Regions from separate parts of the Mus musculus genome. Here regions 1 and 3 are each linked to region 2. The links are chromatin contacts, called in public Hi-C and promoter capture Hi-C maps. All regions are on one chromosome and are shown on one strand. The core of a region is the stretch at or near the end of the contact, and the rest is flanking DNA. Distances in the headings are between cores, read along the strand shown.

What was found. A called contact is a pair of places that touch in the nucleus more often than the background predicts. Capture Hi-C pulls out chosen DNA fragments and counts their contacts.
Region 1: a promoter capture Hi-C map of liver shows a contact between it and region 2. The contact joins the promoter of Secisbp2l here to the promoter of Fbn1 in region 2. A contact is called at or near these places in 1 of 484 Hi-C or Micro-C datasets (embryonic stem cells) and 1 of 9 other capture datasets (liver).
Region 3: a Hi-C map of muscle stem cells shows a contact between it and region 2, with 4 times the contacts expected there. The contact joins the promoter of Cops2 here to the promoter of Fbn1 in region 2. A contact is called at or near these places in 1 of 39 promoter capture datasets (cranial neural crest) and 1 of 484 Hi-C or Micro-C datasets (muscle stem cells).

Annotation. Positions count from the first base shown.
Region 1 is chr2:125,781,290-125,784,270 of GRCm38.p6, forward strand. It overlaps Secisbp2l (SECIS binding protein 2-like), which reads right to left and starts at 1,581. Exons shown (of 18, transcript NM_177608.3): 1 at 1,310-1,581. The coding sequence starts at 1,333.
Region 2 is chr2:125,505,029-125,507,728 of GRCm38.p6, forward strand. It overlaps Fbn1 (fibrillin 1), which reads right to left and starts at 1,410. Exons shown (of 66, transcript NM_007993.2): 1 at 1,311-1,410; 2 at 412-761. The coding sequence starts at 575.
Region 3 is chr2:125,857,766-125,860,743 of GRCm38.p6, forward strand. It overlaps Cops2 (COP9 signalosome subunit 2), which reads right to left and starts at 1,317. Exons shown (of 13, transcript NM_009939.3): 1 at 1,171-1,317. The coding sequence starts at 1,224. It also overlaps a transcript of Galk2 not described here.

The sequences.
Region 1 (2,981 bases), core at 331-2,830, 280 kb after region 2:
GAGGTTTAAACAAACAAACAAACAAACAAAAACCCTTCGTTATCAAATCCTTCTGCATGGCTTTTTTTCCCTAGCTCTCAGATTTCCAAGAATTTAAGTACATGGTGGAGTTTGTGGAATGACAGAAGAGGATACTCTCTAGATAATCTGCTACACTTGCTCTTAGGGTAATCACATGAGGAGTGCCATGCTAAATGTTACCATCTAACCAGGTAATTACATTTCCTCTAAGATGAAAGGAGACATAAGTGAGTATACATATGCATTAGTGCTTCCAGAGTGCCCAGGACGGACAAAAACATCCCACCCTTTCATTAGAGACACACGCGCAAGGAAATTTCCTTTTCCTTCGTCAAGGCTGGAAATCTCAGGTTCCTTTTTCAGAATTACTCTCAAAAACAATGTTTTAATAAATTCACTACATACTGTAACATAATACTCCGGGCCACAGTGAAGTGTGTATTTTCCAAGTGGTCCCACATCAATTTTCTCTTGGTAATTGGTGTTCTTTAATAAAAATAAACTTCTAATCTCTGGAAGATTTGCTTTCCTTTTTAAATCTGTGTGGTAAGGTCCTGTGGAAAGTGCTGAGAGAGGAGAAATCTTTCATAAGAGGTCTAGGATAGAATGGACAATACGACAAGAATCAACAACAGAAACGGCGAAGTGTTCAAAATTAGAAAGCTGTGTTTTGGCTTGAAAAGTGTGCGATTCAAAACCAAAACTGTCGTTAACTATGTATAAACAGAAACTTGGGAGATGGTATCTCATTTACTCGAGTTAATTAACTATTCGCAAAACTAACAGGCAAGTCACCAGTGTTCTCCTTTCAACTATGTGACTAACTGACCAAGGTCCTGGTAGAGGGAAATTGACAGCGAACAAAAATCACACTCAGTCAAATTAAGTCGTTTCCAGGGAAGCTGTAAAATACTGGGGAGGAGGAGGAAGCATGACACTATTCTTCTAAGTTATTTTTCACCCTGCCATTAGCCCTTCCTCCCAACTCTTCCAGAAAGAATTCGATGCAATCAAAACACTAACAGACCACTAATGGAACTACTGTGCGAATACGAATATGGACTCAACTTGAACTCTTGCTCCATTTTAAAAGAATAATTATTTGCAAAGTAACTAGACAGGAAAACAAGGGTAAACCACGGTAGTCTCTTCATAAAAGAAATACACTCCAGACTGCTGCAAGGGCAACGCTGTCGCCGCTGAGCTCCGCCGGTCCACCTCCCCCGGCCTTTCAGCTTCGGCGGCCTGCCGGCCCGGAGGCCCGAGAGCAGCCCGGGCGCTTGCGTACCTGCTCGGCCGGCGCTCGGTCCATGGCGCCGGCGACAGGCGCCGGCTCTAGTCGGTGTGCGCAGCGCCGCGGGCCGCTTTCTCCATGGCCCCCCGCTCGGTCCCGCCGGGCTCGGTCCACTCCGCACAGCCGGCCGGACGCCGACTCGGCTACGCCACTGGCTGGGGAGGCGGCTCCAGCTCAAGGCGGGGGAGGCGGCGGCCGCCCCGGGGAGGGATCATCTGGGACGGAAGCCGAGCGGGACCGAAAGGGCGGAGGCGCAGTAGGAAATGGAGATACGCAGGGGCGGGGATGGCCGAGGAGCGACGGGGGCGGGGGGAGGGGGGTGGCTAGCGGGCAGCCAAGGCCAGGGGCACTGCCTGGTTGGGTTACTCCTCCCACTCCCACCTAGGCAGGTTGGGCTGCCTGGAACTCAGGACGCATGTGTTCACTTTGCCGGGACCTCAGAGACTGCTCAGAAGGCAAAACCTACTCAGGATATTGGAAGAGCTTGTAGCTGCTCACTAGTCCTGTGATCCTGTCAGTACTCTAAAAGAATGAAAAGAACGAACAATCTTGCCCTTTGAAAATTGCACAAATAAATTGCATACACAGAGTAGCAGCCATAGGTAAGAAGCCCTGTTAAAAAATCTCCACAAATAATGATTAATTAATGTTATTGTCCCGGTTCCAGACTCACATCTAGCCTCAACTCCAGGCTGATTTTGCCCATTTCGAACCCTATTTTTACCCAAAACCTGCATAACTACCCAAGAAGAGATTATCTTCTCCTCTGCTTTCCCCATATGGTTAAGAATTGTTCCTTTTAATCTCCAGGTCATCAGCTCCTTAAAGACTAGAGTTTGCCTTGAAACTAAACCCTACTGGTAGATTCCCTCTGGGGAGTTAGACAGCCTCCAACACACACAAGCTCTCCACAAGAGTTCTGGCTTGATAACGTCGGTCAGCTGAATTATATATACTTCAGTGAAGAAAGAGAGTAGAGTTGGCTGCTGTTAGGGTCACTGGCCAGGGGATCTATGTCTGGAAAAGGGAAAAGGATATCTAAGAAATCTGCTTCGTCATCACGCTTTGGGAGATGTTCATAAAGCCTTTTCAGTTAATCCAAGTCTGTAAGGAGAGAGTGGTCTGTAAAGATCCTGGCTATGTTAGTGTGGAAGCTGTATTTCTGCCAGCTTAAATGAATGCATTTTGTCTACAGGACATATGAAGGCTGGTCTGCAAACCACATGATGGAGAAACACTTATGCCTGTACATGAGAGTTTCGTGCATTTGGTTTTGTTTTTCCACTGTATGCACACTTTTATTTCAGTTGCACATGCATTTGTGTTGAAAATGTGTGAGCTGTGTAATGTCAGATTCCTTAGAGTCTATTACAAACCCTTGCTCAGGATTCAATGGCTGCAGAAGAAATTTAAGGCTGATCCACAAAGCAAAGCTATTTATACAGGGCAGTTACATAAGCCACAGCGGCTCACCCTCCTTTCTGACAGCAAGATGAGATGAGCTGTGCCCCTACCGGTGGTCTTTAGCTGCAAGACACCCAGCCTGAGTTAAAAAGTCATTAATGCAGTACGGTATTTGAGGTTTTCCCCTTCTTTGAAGGATCTGTAAGAGGAAATGTAAATACAGAGTCTCTAAATATCGTTCCATATTGTATGATTTTTTGCG
Region 2 (2,700 bases), core at 160-2,659:
CTCTGGATTCTTCCCTTTCAGCGATGCCTCCCAAATAGCTGATGCCCACACGGGAAAAGCACTTCTCCCTGCAACTGGAATTGGTAAGCAGCAGAAGCAGTGGGCTTCTCCCTTTCTCTGGGTTTCAGCTCCTCCCCTTCTTCCACAAGGAACCATTCTCGCCTCCCCAAATCTGCTTCAACAATGGCCCAGGATTCCCTCCAGCCAGGACTTCTCCTCTGGGCCAGGAACAAGGCGAGTTATCTGAACAAGAGTTGATGACCGAGTAACTTTGGCACTTCCAGGCTGTCTCCCGGGGATCTCACCCAGGGTCCTCTACGGGCCAGAACCTGCCCTGTCAGTTGCTGTGGATCTTAAAGTCCCAAGAAGGGCGAGGGGAGGCACACCGAAGCAGCTGGGAGCTTCCCTTACCCTTTCAGCGCATCGTGTCCTCCGCCGCCTCTTCTCTTGGCCCGATTGGCTCTGGTCTCCTTCAGGCTCCCAGCCTCCAAATTGGCGTCCGCCCCATGGCTCGTGTAGGACTCGAGGAGCAGGGCGAACGCCAGCGCGACCTCCAGCAGCCCTCCTCGCCGCATGGTGCCGCCGGCCGCCACTCGCTCCGCCGCCGCCGCCGCCGCCGCCGCCGCGCCTTCCAGCGGCCCGAGTCTCCGGGGTCCCGCTGTCTCACTGTCCGGCTGTCCTGATGCAGAGAGGTCCCCGGCCTGGGTCCTACAGCTTTCTTCTCCAGGGACTGCTCCCACTTCGGGTAGTCCCTGCCTGTCCTGCAACACAGACAAGTCCCCAAGGCGGGGAGGTGAGACACTCAGGGCTCCGGGATGCTGAAAGCTCGCAGTCCCCGGTGCCGAGCCCAGACCGCGCGCCGCCTGCGCGTGGCGCAGTTACTCGGAGGAACGAGGACCACTCGATCCCAACTAGCTGCAGAGCCAGAACCCGGCGACTGGCATCCGCGGACCCTGTGGCCTCGCGGCGCCAAGTACCGTGTCCCTAGGGAGCCCAGGCGTCCCGCGAGCGGACTGCCTACACGGTCTTAATGGCACTGATTGCGCGCGGTGACGGCTGACGCCCCAGCTCTCCAAAAAGGGTCCTCTCCGCCCACATACCGGGTCATGGCCAACCCCGCCAGTCCCCTGCATCCGACGTGGAGCAGGGCACTGCAGTCCCGGATCTTGCAGCTGTCAGGCAGAGAGGGCCAGCTGCAGATGCTCGAGACATCCCCTCACCCTGCCCGGCCTCCTGCCCTGGATGCCGCGCAAACGGCCCTCCAGCCACCCGCCTGCCGCCCGACCCTGGCGGGACCCCATGAGACCCACTGGACTAGCGGCTCGGACTCTCAGGCGGCGGTGGCTGCTCTGCTCCGCAGCTGTCCCAGCTGTGGCCGCCTGTGGCACCCACAGTCTCTGCCCCAACTCTGCGGCCCCCTCCTTTCCCACCTCTTCAAGTATCGTCCGCGCAGCGGTTTCTCGCGAGAGAAATACTTTTTTAAAAAAAAGAAAGAAAGAAAAAGAAAATGACACCCTCCCCACCTCCCCCCATCACCACCCCACCCCCGGCCCCATCTATCCTCCCTTTCCACTCCCCTCTGCCAGCCACCGCCCGGACCCGGGCCTCCCTCATTCGCAGGATCAGTGCCCTGGGAGGAGGCGGAGGTGATCCAGTCCTGCCTGGCCTGGGATATTCCGTCCCAGGGTGGGGAAGAGAGGGAATGGGAAGAGGTGGAGTAGCGGTTTAGACCGATCTGCCTGCGGCTGAGAGGTCCAGACCCGAGATTCCCGCGATCAGAAGCACGGAGAGCTGGGCCACCTGCGCGGAGAACGCATGCTGGACACCTTGGCCAACGAGGCCCAGGAGGCCCTGGCTGGAAAGGGGCTCTGTGGCAGTGGCCCTCGCTTCTCAGCCCAGTCTTCTGCTGTCTGGCTGGGAGGAGAAATTGTAGGCTCCGAGGCTCAGGCAGGGCTTGTGGTGAGGCCACCACCACTGAGCCAGCCAACAGGTTAGCGGCGGCGAAAGGGGCATGCCAGTGTCAGGAGCCCGCTGGAGGAGCAATTCTCCCGAGGCTCAGGTCAAGCTACTCACCTAGGCTAAATGAAGAGGCTGCGAAAGTCTCAGTCTGTGATGTGGGGGCCTGTGATTTGGGTTTCAGACAATCCTCCCGCCCAACTCTCAGTTAGGAATGGGGTTTCCTAAAATAACCCTATTTTCACATGTGTACACACTATACAGAGAGCACATACACACACATGCATGGGATTGGGGTGGGGTGGGGGTGTCTGAAATCCACATCGGGCTCGACCGCAGGGACCAGGGACTCCAGTCACCAACTGTCACTTTCCACACAGTTACCCTAAGAATGCACGCATCTTGTTGACCCGGATTTTTCTTGTTTTCAACATCTTGTGCCCGGATATGAGATTATAGAGATCGAGGCATGTTATCAACTCCATCTTCTTTTCAAAATGGACCACGCCTCATGATAATGGACTCACTGCACTGCTTCGATACCTGAATAGGAAGACTTAAACACTGATTTAAATTCATAATTATTTAAATATATTATCTAGTTTAATTGAGGTCTTACTTTCAAAAAAAAATCCTCTTAACAGATCCATGAACTGGAGATTCCGTCCTACATCTTCAGGTGAGAAAAGAGGTATTCATTCGAGGGCCAGGAGATGGCTCTGAGCAAATAAAGCACCAAGCCTG
Region 3 (2,978 bases), core at 67-2,566, 350 kb after region 2:
TATTAATGCTTTGAGAATGTGACACTTAAAAGAAAAGAGGGCCTGGAGAGATGGCTCAGAGGTTGAGAGCACTGACTGCTCTTCCAGAGGTCCTGAGTTCAATTCCCAGCAACCACATGTGGCTCACAATCATCTGTAATGGGATCTGGTGCCCTCTTCTGGTGTGCCTGAAGACAGTGTACTCATATACATAAAATAAATAAACCTCAAAATTAAAAAAAGAAAAGAAAAGAAAAGAAAAAAGACGACCCAGACTTCTCCAAGCATGTACACCACAGCTTGCACTATCATCGGATTTTTCTAAAAACCGAACAATTGCTTCCCAATTAAGAAACAAAACTGACACTAATTTTGGGATCAAGATAATTTTCTTAGTTCTTACACAGGCATGCGTTTTGGACTATCAACATAAATCATGGGGTACAGTTTAAAACCTGTAAATCCATTCACAATTAAACCTTAAATGGAAAAGAAATCACCAATCAAACTAGGCAAGTTTGTTTACTTTTATGCCATTGATGATTCAAACACGGATGCTGGGAAATTTCTTAAATCAAGGAAAAAGATCATTGGTTCCAATTCCCTTAACCCCTACCTTTCCCCAGTCCAACCAAACAAAAAGCAAATCTTTCTTCGGAGCTTGTCATGTTTTAGAGGACGGGACGAGTCGTTTAACTACTCCTCCTACTCTTGCTCTGAGCCTTAACCTGGGACCCAAACTGACCCTGGGCGAGACTCTTAGGCTGTTTTGGGGGAGACTCCCGAGTTTCGCAGTCAGGTCTGGGAGCAGGATGGACCACCCCCCTCTTCCAGTTTTCACTCTTCCAGCATCTGGCACCGGCTCAGGTCCAGAGTGGAGAAGAGATGGGCCCCCTAGGGCCCAGACCTAAGCGCCGGGCCGTGGAGGCTCGGTGGCGGGCAGAGAGGCGCCGAGAACCGGCCGCGGCCAGTCACCCGCGCTATCCCTGGGCCCAGCGTCCAGGGCGGCCCCGCCGCCTCTCTCCCTCTCTTCCCAGGCCCCACAGGCCCGCGACGCCAGGCGAGGAGGGAAACCTGTCCCTGGGCAGGGCGGAACCGGGCCGACGAGCCCCGGGAGGGAGCTGCAGCCTCTCGGCCTTGGCACCACCGCCACATCCCACTTCCAGCCCCCGCCCGCTCCCTGCGCCTCACCAGGTCGTAGTCCTCCTCATCATCGCACATGAAATCATCCTCCATGTCAGACATCTTGGCCGGAGGGGGGAGGGGGAGAGGAGAAATTAGAGACAGCCTCCTCCCACAGTGCTCCGCGGCCCAGAAGCGTCACTCCCGAGTCTCCTCGTCTTCCGGTCTCTCCAGGAGAAGATAAAGCTCATTCCGGAACTAAAGCGCTCGACCCTGAGATGATTTACTACGGCTCCCAAAGGGAGGGCACAGCCGGCTCTTCCTGAGCGACAGTTTGTGTCTTAGCAACTAAGCGTAGCAACTACGAAATCGGGCGTTGCGGGTCCTATCTGAGGGGCTTCGAAAACCTTCTAGCTGTATCCAGCGTCCTAGGTGAGGGAACTGTCTCCTTCCTTGCCTGGGACTCTGGAACCGTCTGTTTCTAATGAAACATGCCCGACCTATCTGAAAGGTAGCGTGCCTCTACCATTGTTATCTATGTGTTTTCTTTCAACACCCTGTAGTGGTGTTTTTACAGTGGTGTATTTACAGCAACACAATTGTCTAGTAAAGTTATGTTTGTAGTTAACAAAAACAGTTCTGTGGATATCCCGGTTTGGATATGCACTAATCAATTGTTCAATTATTTAATGAATCACAAACGTGCATTAACTGCTTTTAGGATGAAATGAAAGTAACAGTTGGTGACAGATTTTTTAAAAATGCATTGTCGCAGAAAACCATTAGAGTTCAGAGTGAAGAAAAATGTGGAAATAAGGCAATCCCCCTTTTTGGAGAAACCTTCCAAATTCTGTACACAAATGCTATAAAGTTATAAAGTAGATATAGGTTAGAATTTAGGCCCAATTGTTATCTATACAGATGAATTAAACATGCCCAAATTACCAAAGGTAAAAACAAAAAAACAAAACCAAATCAAACAAAATTACCTGATTTTATCTTCATCATGCACAGCTGATGTTGAGCACAGTTCAGCATTAACATTCACACCTTCGGGTTGAATCCTTACAGACCCCGCTTGGCTGTGCTCCAGTGACTTCTGAAGTTGTACCTGATGTCATTACCAGCTTTTCTCTGAATCCACTGGAGAACAGGATACTTTTGGTTTTGTTTCTAAGCCAGAAATTGCTTGGTTCTAAAAATCTTGTCAGAAGACGTTAAGGTCAACGATTGTATTATTTTTATATTGAAAACACTGTGAACACAATTTATAGCTGTACATTCAGAATGTTAAAAAATAAGTCTTCAAACGATTTTGCATTGTATATCATTAACATTGATTTTTTTTTCTTTTTTTATGTTTTGAGCTGGGGGAAGAACTTAGCCTTGTGTGTGTTAGGTAAATGTTCTATTGCTGGGCTATCCCTCTAGCCTAACACCTAATTGTTACTTAGGAAAATATTAGAAGAAGGAATTTCAGATGGCTTAAAGAAGTAACCATTCAAGGAAACATCATTTTGGTCACAGTTTTCTAGCAATAATATCACCTTTCTTATAACCACACAGTTTTACTAATAGCCTTTTCTATCAACACTTTATCACAAGAAATTTTAAACTTAAATACATAATAAAGGATAGCATCATGGACACAAGTATACCAACTCTCAGCTTTAATGTTCTGTATTCCCTGGGTCAACTTAAAGATACATATAAAGCAACATATGTGCAGCTATGTGTATTTCCTAAAATCGAAGACATTTACCTGTGCAAGCATAGCATTATCATTACATATTAGACGGACAATTCCCCTGAAGCTATTTAACTTCAAATCCTTGTTCAAAACTCCTCTACTGAATATAAAAGTTTAGTTTTGGAAT